3 separate regions of the Mus musculus genome follow, and all the other regions are linked to region 3. The links are chromatin contacts, called in public HiChIP or PLAC-seq maps. All regions are on one chromosome and are shown on one strand. Each heading gives the region's core, a stretch centred on a gene start, on an enhancer-like site or on the middle of the called end of the contact. The rest is flanking DNA. Distances are from core to core; before and after follow the strand shown.

Region 1 (4,407 bases), core at 377-2,876, 150 kb after region 3:
CAAGCAATCACTGTCATACCTAGAGTCTCTTGTCTCAGTGGCTCCTAAATGCCTGTCCATTCCCCTGATGCATGAGACATGACTGCTCATAAGTGGGGGAAATGAACACACACACAAACACACACACACAGAGGCTCCACTCTGAATTGAGTTAATGAGAATCCTTGTAGAATATTTTCATAAGCCCACCAGGTCATTTTGATATGTAGTTAAGAAAACTGATCTTCTGAGGCCCTTGTAGGCTCTAAGACTATAGTCTACAAAGCTGGTTCTCGGCTGTCTCTTAGGTTTAAATTCTCACACCCTAGCCTGAACGACTCGCCCTCGGTGCTAAACTCTGGCCTCTCGTTTTACTGCGCCTTCAGTTGCAGGTACCAGGAGGGAAGCTCTTCCAGACGCATCAGTTTGGAAGTGGCAGTCCCCGCATTGCTCATCCCCTCTCCCTGTCACTTCATCAGCTTTCAGACCATACCTGTGCTTAATCCCATAGATAAGAACACTCCATATCAGCTTCTAGTGGTAAAAGAGCCTAAAAATGAACAGTGCTTTGTTACTGTACTGCCTTATAAATTTATAGAATGAAATAAAATCAATCAATCCCTCATCTTTAAAATATGGAGGGGGGCATTAGACAAAGTATTAAAAAAGGTTGTTCCCTAAGACAGTTATTGTGGCAGAGACAGAAGAAGTAAGGGCTGAGAGCCATCCTAGGCTACAAAGAGAGACAGTCTCTAAAAACACAACATCCCTAAACTGTGTTTGTCTCCATTACCAACTTAATAGAGAAACACTTATTTAAGGTTGGAAATAAATAAACCGCATTTTAAAGTCAATAAATATTTTTATTACTATCTGTAAAATATAATACTGTAGGCAGTTTGGAAGCACAAAGAGGCCAGGAAAAAAAGGGTGGCAGCGTGATAAAGGGATAACCTTGCACACACAAGTCCCTAGATCCTCAGCTTGTAGGGATATATATATATATATATATATATATATATATATATACACATATATATATGTGTGTGTGTGTGTGTGTGTGTATGTATATATGTGTGTATATATATATGTATATATACACATATATATGAATATTACTTAATATTCCTATGTGGCAGGCACTGTGTTAATGCCTCTTGGGTACTAGCTTAGTTCCCTTAATAAGCCTATACAATTCTACTAACATGTCCATGTTGTAGAACGTGAGATTTAATGGCTAAGTAACTAACTGGCCATGGGTCACAAGGCTGGTGAAGTGGTACAGGACAACCACCTGGGATTCTGGTCTTGTAACACAACAGTGGGCATCTCACCGGGAAGGGTCAGGTTGGGTCAGAGGCACACAAAAGTACCCAAGACGAGGGCTGTGTGGAGGGATGAACACGATGAAAACACACTGGGAAAATGTCCCTCTGCTGCGGGAAAGAGAGGGCAGGGCAGCTGTTCTTTCAGCTTGCTCTCTAATGCTCTTACAAACACCATGACCAAAAGCAAGTTGGGGCAGAAAGGGTTTAAGTGGCTTACAGCTTACAACCATCATCAGGGGAAGCCCAAAGGCAGGAACTCTGGGGCAAGCACCTTGTGGGAGGAACTTAAACAGAGACCACAAAGAACGTTGCTTACCAGCTTGCTCTCCATGGCTTGTTCAGCCAGCTTTCTTAAACCAGGACCATGGGCCCAGGGATGACACCCTACAGTGGGCTGGGCCCTTCCCACATCAATCATTAATCAAGAATATGGCCCACAGACTTGTCTACAAGCCAAACTTGAAGGGATTTTTTTTTTTTTTTTTTTTTTTGGACTGGGGTTTTCTCTTTTCAGATAGCCATCTCTGGTGTCAGGAGGATAAAACAGCAAGCAACACAGCTATGAAAAAGAGGTGTTGCAAAGGCAACTTCCGGCAGTCAGGGAGCAGGTAGAACACACTCCACCTGTCTGGGGTGTGTCCTGTCCTCACCTGAACTGCACCCTCACCCGGATGAGGGGCAGGAGCAGAGAAGGAGACATGTTGCTGTGGGTTGACCTTTTAAAGGCATAAATGCCTGGTGCAGGGTTGGGGAGTTTTTTCTGAGACACTGAGAGTCGTCATAGGTCCGGTCCAGATGGGCATGGCTGGATCTGGTTTCCATCTATTGTAAATTTGGTGTTCACATGGCAGATGGATCAATACTAACTTTTAAATTGTCTCCATTATTGACAAAGCATGCATGGTGGGGAATACTGCTAGATAAACTCCCATTCCTTTAGGTGTCCTAAAATAGAGCTCTTTTCATCCCTAGAGACTATCTTTGAGAGCTTGAAGGTTCTAACACAGGAGTGGACTACGTATATATCCTTGACCAAGAAACAGCCCTCTTTATTAGGAAAGGCCATCCTCCTCAGCCAAGCATATAGCTACAAGAGGGACACTCGGAGGAATGAGGGAAGGGGATACTGACTAGTCAGTCCAATTATCCAAATTAACCTTGCAGACCAAAGGGGTGACAGGCAGCCCAAGCAGATCACGTTTCCTCCCCACAGCCTTTGATACAGAATCCACTGAATTTCTACTGGGATGGTTTGGGGGTGAGATCAGGGATATTTCATAGCATCAGACATCGAATACTGGCTGCAAACTACCCATAGAACTAGGAAAATACGAACTAACATCAAAGTAGTTAGCTGACCTCATGTGTGCCCACGTGCATGTGTGCTCACATGTGTGTGCACCAGAGGTCAATGGTACCTGTTCTCCCCAATCACTCTCCAGCTTATTTTCGAGACAGGGTCTCTCACTGAACCCCAAACTTAGCAATTCAGATTAGCTGGCTGGCCTCAAGCCATGTGGGTCATCCTGGCTCCACCTCCCAGTTCCAGATTACGATTCAATATGAAGGGTGTGGGAATCCAAACCCAGGTCCTCTTGCTTGCCCAGAAAGCACATTGCCAGTTGCCGTCTTCCTGGCCCTAGCTCCCACCCTGTGTAACATTACAGTTGTCTTACATCGGCTCCATCCCAGGGTTTGCTTTGTTATCCATTCAGAGGCTACTACGTGTACCTAAGGGACTACTGCTGCCTGATCAACTGCCATCCTTCCGTGGTTCTACAATATTTGCTGGATTTTACTCACCTTTGACTAAAATATTGCTTTCCAAATATGTCACATAGTTTTCTAGCTAAGTAAAAACTGCCCCACCCTTTGGCTTATAAAACAATAAACAATATAAGGAAATGCCAAAAAATTAATATTCACTTTGAAACATTTACACTTTATTTTGAAAATTGCACGCATATAGGAATGGTTTAATGGCTCCTACCTCTGGATGGTTTATTTTTCGCATCACCTCAAAATGAAATTGCCGAATTTCTAAGCAACTCTTTCCCCATCTCCATCACACTGGGTATCCATGGCAACAAGTCCTGAAGAACTGGTATACTGTGGCATTTCATTGTTTAATGGAGCACCTAATGTCAATTACTATACATATAACTTTATGTGTGTGTGTGTTACTTAATCTCCTTTATATTCTCTAAGGCAGGCAGGCAGTCTCTGACTCCCTGGAGACAAAGCATTATCCCCTCTAGTGGAGAAAAGCCAGAGCAGAAAAACAAAATGAGAGCATGCACCGGGATGATTTAAGATCTGGGGCTGCGGCTGTGTCTGCTGTTTTACCGAGTCAGAAGACGGGGGCAAGGTTTTTATCTGCACAAAACACAAATGTTACTACTCCATGGAATAATTATATTGTCTTGAGAGCTGTGCCCATAAACACGTCAAAATCTGTTTTTAGAAGCTTTGTGCTTGTGTCATTAAAACTATTTGTTTCGGTAGACTTTGGTAGATTTGAAAGCCTTGACATATTCTGAATCCTGCTGTTATTAAAGTTCTGGCTTTATAATGACACAGTGATACTCGTGTGGCAGTAACCACCAGCAGCCAGGACAAAAACGGAACAGGACAGAAACACAATCTGTTCTTGAAAGAGCACTTTCCCAGGGAGGTCTCTAGCACTTGTCCTAGTCTGATAACACCCTGACATTCCCGTACCTGCAGTTAAATGGCACACACACAGGATGGGCAGTCTCTGTCCTACTCCATTCTGCACATTTGTAAATCTGCATTTACATTTAGAACCAGAAAGATTTTAATCATAATTGTCTCATTTTACAGATGAAAGAGCCAGACGGGAGAGGTGACTTATTTCAGAGTATAGGGTCAGAAGTGAACAGTCCTGTTCTGTGACAGCTTAAAGACACTGCCATGCTCACCTGCTCACTGTCCTTGCTGAGAACTGAAGTGAACAGTCCTGTTCCGTGACAGCTTAAAGACACTGCCATGCTCACCTGCTCACTGTCCTTGCTGAGAACTGAAGCGGATCCCATCTCAGAGCAGCCCTTCTCTAAAGTATTGTACACCATCTACAAGC
Region 2 (4,354 bases), core at 581-3,080, 220 kb after region 3:
TAAATATAGAATTGCGATATGATTCAGCAATTTCACCCCTAGAGTTAAAAAGCTGGAGTTGAGCAGATATTCTTATGCCTATGATCATAAATTAGTATTATTTAAAATAGCTAAAGGGAAGAGATAAGCCAAATGTCTGTCAATAGATTAAATTAACAAAATTTATTATGCACATAAACGGACTGGGGATGTACTCAGTTGGTAGAGTGTTTACCTAGCATTCCTGAGGCCCTGGATTCAATGTTGAGCACTTCATAAACTGGGTAAGGTAACTTATGGCTATAATCCCAGTACTGGAGAGGTGGAGGTAGGAAGATCAGAAACTGAAGGTCATCATCAGCTTCAAGGTTAACTTGAACTACATGAGACCTGTCTCACAAGGGGGAAAAATCAACCTTAAAGGGGAAGAAATTTCCATCTGGGCACATGATACAACATGGATGAGCCACAAATACATTCAACTACACAAACAACTCAGACACAGAAGGACAGAAGGACGAACACTGAATGACAGTACTTATGTGCAGCAGGTGACAGGCACATACAAAAACTGAGGCAGAATGGCTGTTAGGACAGCTGTAGAGAAGTGGGGCTTACTGCCTGAGGGGTGTAGGGCTCCAGTCTGGGTGCTGAAAGGGTGTTGGACAGACAGTCATGACAGCTGTCCAACACTATAAATGTATTTGATCCAGAATAACTTGGCTTTAGCGTATGAGAACCAGCTCAGAGTTACCACGGAACCAAAGAAAGAGATTGAGAGTTACACAGAATGCAATTTATTGGGAGGACTTACTGAGAAAAGCCTGGTCAGAGGCAGCAGCAAGGTGATACAGAGCCCTTTAGCTTGGGGAAGAGCTTATGCAATGCTCAGGTCAAAAATGACTTAGCCCAAGCCAGAATGTATAATACCTGATTTTCTTAAGCTCATCTCAGAGTCACATACATTCCTGGCTCCAGTGTCTAGTTGTAAAGTCCCATATACCACTCCAATTACTCTGGCTATTTCTGGTCTGCTGGGAAACTAAGTAGAAAACTAACCAGTGTTACTCTGGTGCAGCCATGGCAGTTGCAACTCAAGACGGCTAGAGTTGTATGGGCACGAATCCATATGGCAGAGTGGCATTGAATTGCTTCCTTACAAAAGAGTTTTAAATGGTTAAGTTTTAGTTTCTTGTATTTTATCACAATGAAGTAGAAATATGTCCTACAAAAGACTTAGGTGAAGGGAGGGTATGTGACTGTAGGTCTGGGTGTTGTTTGTTTGTTTTTTCAGCTCCCTCCGACCTTTCTCCCAACTTGCACAATAATGTAACTAAGGTATAGTGGGTAGTGTTCTCCATAGATCAGGGTGCTGTGACAGACCAGAACAAGGGATCTACCCCCTAAGACTACACCATCCCAAGCTCCACTCTAGTCTTCCATGTCTGCACACTACTCAGGTAAAAAAGGAAGGTGTGGAGGGCCAGCATGCTCTTCAGTCTTCCTTAGCTCACCAGGATATCATGGAGTATTCTTATCCATGATCCCTGTAGGCACCTGAGCTTCCTAGCCCTTGCTACCAACATCATTTCCATCATATAACAAATTCTCTTCCTCCTCTCCTTCAGAGCTCAGCTCAACTGTCAATTCCACTGGCCACCTTTTCCTCACTCCAGGAAAATCCTCATTTTGCGTGCTAACATCATAACTTCCCTTGAATGGGTTTTTCTTGTGTCCGTCTGATTATGCAAGTGGCTTCTTCTGTTTTGCCCCACTCTATGCTAAGCTCTATGAGAAGAGGAACTCCCTGTGGCTTGTTGCAGCACTGAATCCTGAGTTCTGTAGAGACCTCACAAAATACTTGAGATTTGAGGAAGAAAATTATATTTTGGCTCATGGTCAGTGGTTCCAATTCAAAGTCCTTTGACCACATTGCCCTACATCCTGTTGGGGCACATGATAGAGGAAGCTCCTTGTGTCAGGATTGCCAGGAAGCAAAGAGAAAGAAGAGAGGCTTGAATCCTAGTAACCCTTGCTCCCAGTGACCTCACTTCCTTCCACAGGCCCCACACATTAAAGGCTTCTCTATGACCTCAATTCCTTCCATAGGTTCCACCTATTAAAGGTTCCACTATCTCCCAATATCACCATGGTCTGGGGACAAGCCTTCAACGTAAAAGCACTTCAGGGGTGTTCAAGATCCAACCTCTAGGACATGCTAATCATTACCTGCTAATGAATCAGTGGAACCAGTGAGCAAATAGAAATAATGACCAGCGGTAGTTGGGTTAAAGGTTTTCTCCAATTTGTAAGTAAAGGCTGCTGGGGCCCGCTCATGCAACACTACCCTGTGCTATGTAGGACAGATTCAAATTACTCAGAAGCAAGACGTGTAATGCATTTTAGATCGACAACAAAGGAAAAGCTATTCAAGGCAGGGGCTCATTTTACCACACTGCTTCCTCTATGCTGAATTTTTATTATTATAGAAAGCACAATTTTAAACCGGAGTGACACTTCTTTTAATTTTCTCACACTGGTAGTCATTGATCAGCATTCATAGCTTGAGAGGAAATGCCATTGAATTCAGGAGGGAAATGTATTTAACCTGCATGGTGTTCAAACGCTGCTGGGTAAGCCTAGCAACTGGACACTATGCCAGTGACCTTGCTGAGCAGTTATGTTAAACACTTAAATGTATAATTTTCTACTGGAGCTTTTGGGAAAAACATTTTCTTTCTTTTCCCCCCACATCTTTCAGCAAACCTCATTATCCTTCTTTTGACCCCGTAGGTATCTCATTTTCTTTTGGCTTGTTTGCAAGTTTTAAAATATTAACTGCTTCTCTTGAATCAGGAAAGGTTGCCTGGCTACTACGGTATACTTTTCAGAGTACTAATTTTTTTGACCTCATCCTTTCTACCCCGAATAAAGGAATTTAATGTATTTCTATAAAAGCCAGTTGTAATTAAAACCTCTTATCTTTATTTTATGTATTAATTGTTATTCTCATTTGGGATACCAGGGTAATACACATGGGAGAATATGTATTAATTTTTAATAATGTTGAAAGTAAATTAAAATGAGGTTAGAGTGTGTCAGTCACCGTGGAATTGGGGAATGGCGCCGGTGAGCACAGGATAGCAGCTTATAAGGACTGTAGGAATAAAGAAGAATAAGATCAAAGCAAGGAAGAATGAAAATCACCCTGTTAATGATCTTTATAAATAATGTAGAAATCTATAACAGTAAAACCTTTGCAGCTAATTGAGGCCTATGATATAGTGAAACATTGAACAACCACCATTATAGGGAAATTTATTTTGTGATTTAAAAACATCATTGTGTAGTAAAATCCGAGGCATTGTATGTGTGTACTTATAGGCAGACGTCAATATTGCATGAAATAACTGTTCTTAAAGGCATTGAAATATTATATAAAGAAACACCGAAAGCCATTTACCTGGTTTAGCATTTAGCAAGGTTGATTTTAATTGTGGGATGTTAAGCAAAATTTAATTGGACTTCTCAGAACCATTAATATATTAATGAGAACCAGTTCTGCTTTGCAGTGGCCTCCAAACATCTTTGAAGATAGTGTCTTTGTTTTCTTGTCTTCATGGTTGTATTTCTGCTGCTGGATAAATAATGTGAACTTGTAAGACTGGTACAATCTGGAACACACTCACACTATGGGAAAATAGACTTACTAAACAAATAGGCCCACAGGGTAAAGAATTGTAGGTATCTCCTCAAAGCTTCACGCTCAATAGTATGGTGCCCCATGCACACAGTTCCACATCCAGTGACTCTTCATAGCAGCAGCATTTCTGGCTAAAAGGTGGTGAGAGGGGTGAAGAGAACATGGCCTACCCATCTGTCTCAGTCAGGGTTTCTATTCCTGCACAGACATCATGATCTAGAAGCAAGTTGGGGAGGAAAGGGTTTATTCAGCTTACACTTTCCACATTGCTGTTCATCACCAAAAGAAGTCAGGACTGGAACTCAAGCAGGTCAGGAAGCAGGAGCTGATGTAGAGGCCATGGAGGGATGCTGCTTACTGGCTTGCTGCCCCTGGCTTGCTCAGCTTGCTTTCTTATAGCAAGATTACCAGCCCAGGGATGGTACCACCCACAAGAGGACCTCCCACCCTTGATCACTAATTGAGAAAATGCCTTACAGCTGGATCTCATGGAGGCATTTCAACTGAAGCTCCTTTCTATGTGATAACTACAGCTTGTGTCAAGTTGACACATAAAATCAGCCAGTACAATTGACCCCTTGTCAACTTGACACACAAAAACATCACTATTAAGCCTCAACCCTTACTTTCTTATTTATCCCCAAGATCTAAGTAACTTTAAAGGTCTTTGCA
Region 3 (4,482 bases), core at 155-2,654:
ACAAAATGCAAAGAACTAAGAAATCCCCAAAACGGCACACAGCTCCTTAAATGACTTTAATTCTCTACACTCTACTAATCAATTTAACTCCATGTCAGCCTCAGGGGAGGCAGTCAATCAAAAGCCATCAGGAAAAGAGGCTAATCTTTAACAAGCCAGGACAGGCCAACGGTCAGTCATTCACCAGGCAAGTATGTCTTCGATGGAAAAGACACACAAAAAAGGAGAGCCAAAGGTCGTGCCTGGGGTGAACTTTTTTGGCAGATGTAACTCTTAATTCTGTTTACGGTGAGTGTTCTTTGACGGCAGATTTGGTACTGATGTTCGCTTAATTCTTTGCAGCGACGTTACCATCACTTAAATAAGTAAGAAAACTGAAGTGCGGAGAGGTGAAGTCGATTCCTCCAGTCAGGTGTCCAAATATGCACCAAGGCAAGCCAAACTCCAAGCCCATTTCCCCACGCGCGGAGATCCGCTATGAGACCACGACTCCGTCTACCCACTCAGACCTCGCCACAAGGGCCCCCGAACCCGATATTTATTTGAAGCACGTCACTGTCTTCCTTTCCGCCCATCCCCCCACTCTTCAACCCACTCCAGGGCAGGACATAAGTTCTGGCTTCCGTTGGAGCAAAAAGAGTTACGTTCCAGCTCGCAGCTGCAAGCCGGGAAGAAAAGGGTGGGACGGGTGGGGAGTTGGGGGACGCAGGGAAGGTTACTAAACGGTCGCGGCACACGACTTGCATCGCTGGGCCCCAAAATTGCATCTGACCACAGCCTAGGACTAAAACAATACCTCCCCCCACGTGCACAACCCAAGTTCTCAAGAAATGCTCACAAGGCCATCTACGCTAAACCCGCAGATCCAGAGTGGTTAGAAGGGGACGCAGAGCAAAAGAGGATCGATCCCAGGGCCACTAGTGCACGCGTAGGTAACAACGCACTCGCCGCCAGCGGGTCGTGCAGGGTGAGGTCCCAGAAGGTGGAAGGCTGGGATACGACCGCCAGACAGGATGGCCAGCGGCGAGTCCCAGGCCTCCGCGCGCACGTGGAGCATGAGCGCCCGTGCCGCAGGTTCCGGGAACGCTGGCAACTCCGTGCGCGCCGGCGGGCGCATCACCTTGGCCTTGAGTTATCCTGGGTGCAAAGATTATAAGAAAATCGATCTGTGATTTCCCTCAACCTGGCGACAATCAGGAGCGCGTGGGACAAGTGAGCGGAGCTAACCCGCGGAGTCGGAGGGAAGTGGCCCGGACCCGCCCGTGTCTAGCACCCACCAACCCCGCCCCGGTGCACCCGGCCGGGCCTCACCCGCGCGCGGCGAGCCTCCATGTTGGCGGCGGGTACCCAGGCACTCGGAACGGGGATAGTTCGTCGGAACACACCAGCACTCAGAGCCCGAACAACCCGAGCTCCGGGACAGAGGCGGGGCGCGCACTCCGCCGCCGGAGGGGCGGGGCCACCGGCTTTCCCGCGCCGGGACGCAGGTCCTGCCAGCTAAGATGACCTCTTTAGCGGTACCCGAAGCGTCCCAGCTCTGGAAAAAAATAGAAGCGGTTCTCGTGGTTGTAATAACCTTGAGTGTCCTCGGAAACTGCTGAATGTTCTATGAAACAGTGGCGTTGTGGGAACTCAGTGCCACTGGCTTTTTATGAAGCTGCGCGGTCCTGGGAAGTGGCGCGAAAGTGGCTGCCGAGGTCCTGAGACTGGCCGTCTGATTTGCATACAAAACGGGAGATTGTAAGGCTGGTAGAGCCTCTTACTGCGTTCACACTTTCGCTGTAGTTTAATCTCTTAAAAATGTTAAAGAACAGAACGGGGATACCACCCACAAATATCTGAGAGCATAGCACCTCTTATCTAGCAACCACACCACTATCTATATGTAGTCAATAGACCAGTTAAGTCCTGTTGCTTCAAGAAAGATTCCGGCGTGGGTTTAAAAATAGCCCTTCAGTTGAGTAAAGCCTCTCCGAAGGGTAAAAGTCTTTAGAGCTTTATCTTTCGGAGATAAAAGCTGCAGGCGATTACACTGTGGATTGTCCATTTTTCTCCAGGCAAAATTGGGAACAACCAGAGCTAGTTAGAAGATCTTTCTTTCTTTCTTTCTTTCTTTCTTTCTTTCTTTCTTTCTTTCTTTCTTTCTTTCTTTCTTATAGCCCTTCTCACTAAGACCGGCACAGGGATGAAACGAGGCTCCCCTGTTTTTAAAGAGTAAAACACAGGGGGAAAAAAAAAAACCCAAACAGCAACGACCGAAAAACCTTGGGTGCTTTTTAAAAGAGCTTTAATTATAATCATAGATTTAAAACATTTCTTGAAGTGTAAGCATTCCCCCTTATTTCAAAACTTTTCTCTTAGTATTGATGTTGCCACAGTCCTTTTCTGTGAAGAGAGCATGCGCAACACACACACACACACACACACACACACACACACACCTCTCTAGGTACTGACCATAAAGACATAAATAACCGAGGAAGACAATGGATTGGAAGGAGCTGCCCAGGGGTCACCCTCCCTCTGTGCTAGAGACAAAGAACTCCAGTCTCCAACTTAGGCATCAAGAGAAGCAGCTAATTGATTTGTTTGGCAAAATTCCTGGTAGCAGCCAGGAGTTCAACCAACACTTGTTGGATGAATAAGTATGTGGATGGAGACCTAAAATTGTCCTTAGTACAATGTTCTTGTGAATATGGTTTGTGCAAGTAGAACTGACCATGTGAGGTCACAGAACGAAGGGGGCATCCGGGCCACTTTGCCTGGGTAATGTTCTACACTGAGCATTTTTACTCTTCTTGGAACAGGCTTGTCTCTCTGTGCTCCTGCATTTCTTTTTCAACGAAATCCAATGTGAGCCCAGGACGTGTGCATGTTGTTTCCTTAAAGTTTTCACTTCTGTGCTTGTGTGTGTCCTGCAGACAATGTATATCCTCTGGGCTTCACCATCAGGGCGGTTCAAAGTCCTGCCCCTAACTGAGTGCAAGGTTGTAAGCAGGTGCTATTCTGAGTACTGAGGATACAAGGTCCAGAGAGTGTACACTCTGATGGAGGAGCAGAGATACAAAAGAGAATTTCAGGTATGATACTTTGGAGGAGGAGGAGGAGGAGGAGGAGGAGAAGGAGGAGGAGAAGAGAAAGAGGAAGAAGAGGAGGAGGAAGAGGAAGAAAGTACAGTGAAAAGCTGAAGACAGGAAAGGAACAATGCATACTTCTACAATAGTTATACAAGCTGGTGATATACAGCCAGAAATCTGAGTGGTCAGAAAGGAAGCGACAGGAAAAAAGTACTAGTTTCAGGCAGACTGGCATCTGGTTCCAGAACAGTATGAAGCAGCCAAGAGTCCCCATCTCTACTACTGAAAGTCAGGAAAAGAGGAAGAGAAAGTAGACATTTGGAGCTTCCTAGCTATAAAAGATCTCTGCATTTATTCCAGGCCTGATAGAAAGACAGTGGAGGATTTAACAGGCTGGGGTGCCCCTGTTTGCCCCCATGGATGGTATAGTCTGGGGGGAGCAGCCAGCCAGGAGGGGGCGAAAACTGGGAATGCTAAGATACTGATGTCATTGTAGTACCCGGAGAGTGTTCAGATTGAGACTTTGTTTTGAAGTTGGAGCTAACTGGACCAGAGGAGGAGTAGTTGGCTCATTCCTATCAGTATAGTATATCAGGGCGAAATATTGCAAACCAGCGAAGTCACACTTGTGCTTCTGTTCCGTCATTGGCACAAAAGTCTGACACAAACATGGAGGTAAGGGAGATGAAGGAGAAATTTATTTGGCTCAGGCTTTCATAAAGTCTAGTCTATCATGACAAGAAGGTGTAGGGAAAATCAAACAGAAAGCAGAGTGCCTGTGTCACTGTGTCCTCTCTTCTGTTCCATTAAAGCCCTTAGCATGCAGAATGACACCCTGCGTGCTCGGGATGAATTCTTCCCCATTCATTTATTTATTCACTTTACATACCCTGCCCTTCCCTCCTCCCAGACCCCCACCCCAAACCCCAGTTAATCCTCTCTGGAAACACCCTGAAGACTCACTCAGGGGCACACTTCAATAATCCCCTAGGCACTTCTCAGTGTCACCAAGTTGACAAGATTAGCTATCACCACCCCCTCAAAAAGAAAAAAAAGGATATGACTACAGGAAAAGAACAGTGGCGTAGGCATGTAACAGGATTTAAACAACTGTTCAGAGCGGCTCTCTTGCATCGGTGAAGCTAGCTCCTCACACAAGGTTGAGGGGGAAAGCAAATGGCAAATGCCTCGGAGAAGGCTAACCCCTAACAAAATTGAAAAGCACAAAAACAGAAGAACTGTGGAAGAAGAAAATGTGAACAGGTGGAAGAAGATAGCCATTAACCCTCAAGAGAGAAAGGGAGGAAGGAGGGAGGAGGCGGGAAAGACTGGGACTGCAGTGTCACAGTGCTTTCTAAGAGGGAAGGAGGAGGAGGGAAAGGAGGAGGAGGAGGAGGAGGAGGAG

What was found. HiChIP or PLAC-seq counts read pairs in DNA pulled down with a chosen protein or histone mark.
Region 1: an H3K4me3 HiChIP or PLAC-seq map of the SCID.adh cell line shows a contact between it and region 3, with 13 read pairs. The contact joins the enhancer-like site here to the promoter of Cdca7 in region 3. A contact is called at or near these places in 1 of 484 Hi-C or Micro-C datasets (nephron progenitors), 6 of 115 datasets of contacts at active chromatin or transcription factors (the HPC-7 cell line, the SCID.adh cell line, bone marrow-derived macrophages and 3 more) and 2 of 9 other capture datasets (adipose tissue and liver).
Region 2: a contact with region 3 is called in an H3K4me3 HiChIP or PLAC-seq map of bone marrow-derived macrophages, with 4 times the contacts expected there. The contact joins the enhancer-like site here to the promoter of Cdca7 in region 3. A contact is called at or near these places in 6 of 39 promoter capture datasets (3T3-L1-derived adipocytes, the C10 cell line, the HPC-7 cell line and 3 more), 2 of 484 Hi-C or Micro-C datasets (bone marrow-derived macrophages and ganglionic eminence), 13 of 115 datasets of contacts at active chromatin or transcription factors (the HPC-7 cell line, the NIH/3T3 cell line, the SCID.adh cell line and 9 more) and 3 of 9 other capture datasets (adipose tissue, embryonic stem cells and liver).

The regions. Positions count from the first base shown.
Region 1 is chr2:72,325,795-72,330,201 of GRCm38.p6, reverse strand. The region is part of intron 2 of Map3k20 (mitogen-activated protein kinase kinase kinase 20); the gene reads right to left. Among named protein-coding and RNA genes, the nearest start is that of Gm52556, 24 kb to the left of the region's middle. Within about 2 kb of position 1,626, at least 40 of the 459 cell types and tissues checked have an H3K27ac peak or open chromatin away from gene starts, as enhancers often do. A contact at or near this core is called in the HPC-7 cell line and the SCID.adh cell line, where this site is marked.
Region 2 is chr2:72,258,422-72,262,775 of GRCm38.p6, reverse strand. No RefSeq gene overlaps it. Among named protein-coding and RNA genes, the nearest start is that of Map3k20, 25 kb to the left of the region's middle. Within about 2 kb of position 1,830, at least 33 of the 459 cell types and tissues checked have an H3K27ac peak or open chromatin away from gene starts, as enhancers often do. A contact at or near this core is called in the HPC-7 cell line and bone marrow-derived macrophages, where this site is marked.
Region 3 is chr2:72,473,141-72,477,622 of GRCm38.p6, reverse strand. It overlaps Cdca7 (cell division cycle associated 7), which reads right to left and starts at 1,404. Exons shown (of 9, transcript NM_025866.3): 1 at 1,312-1,404. The coding sequence starts at 1,332.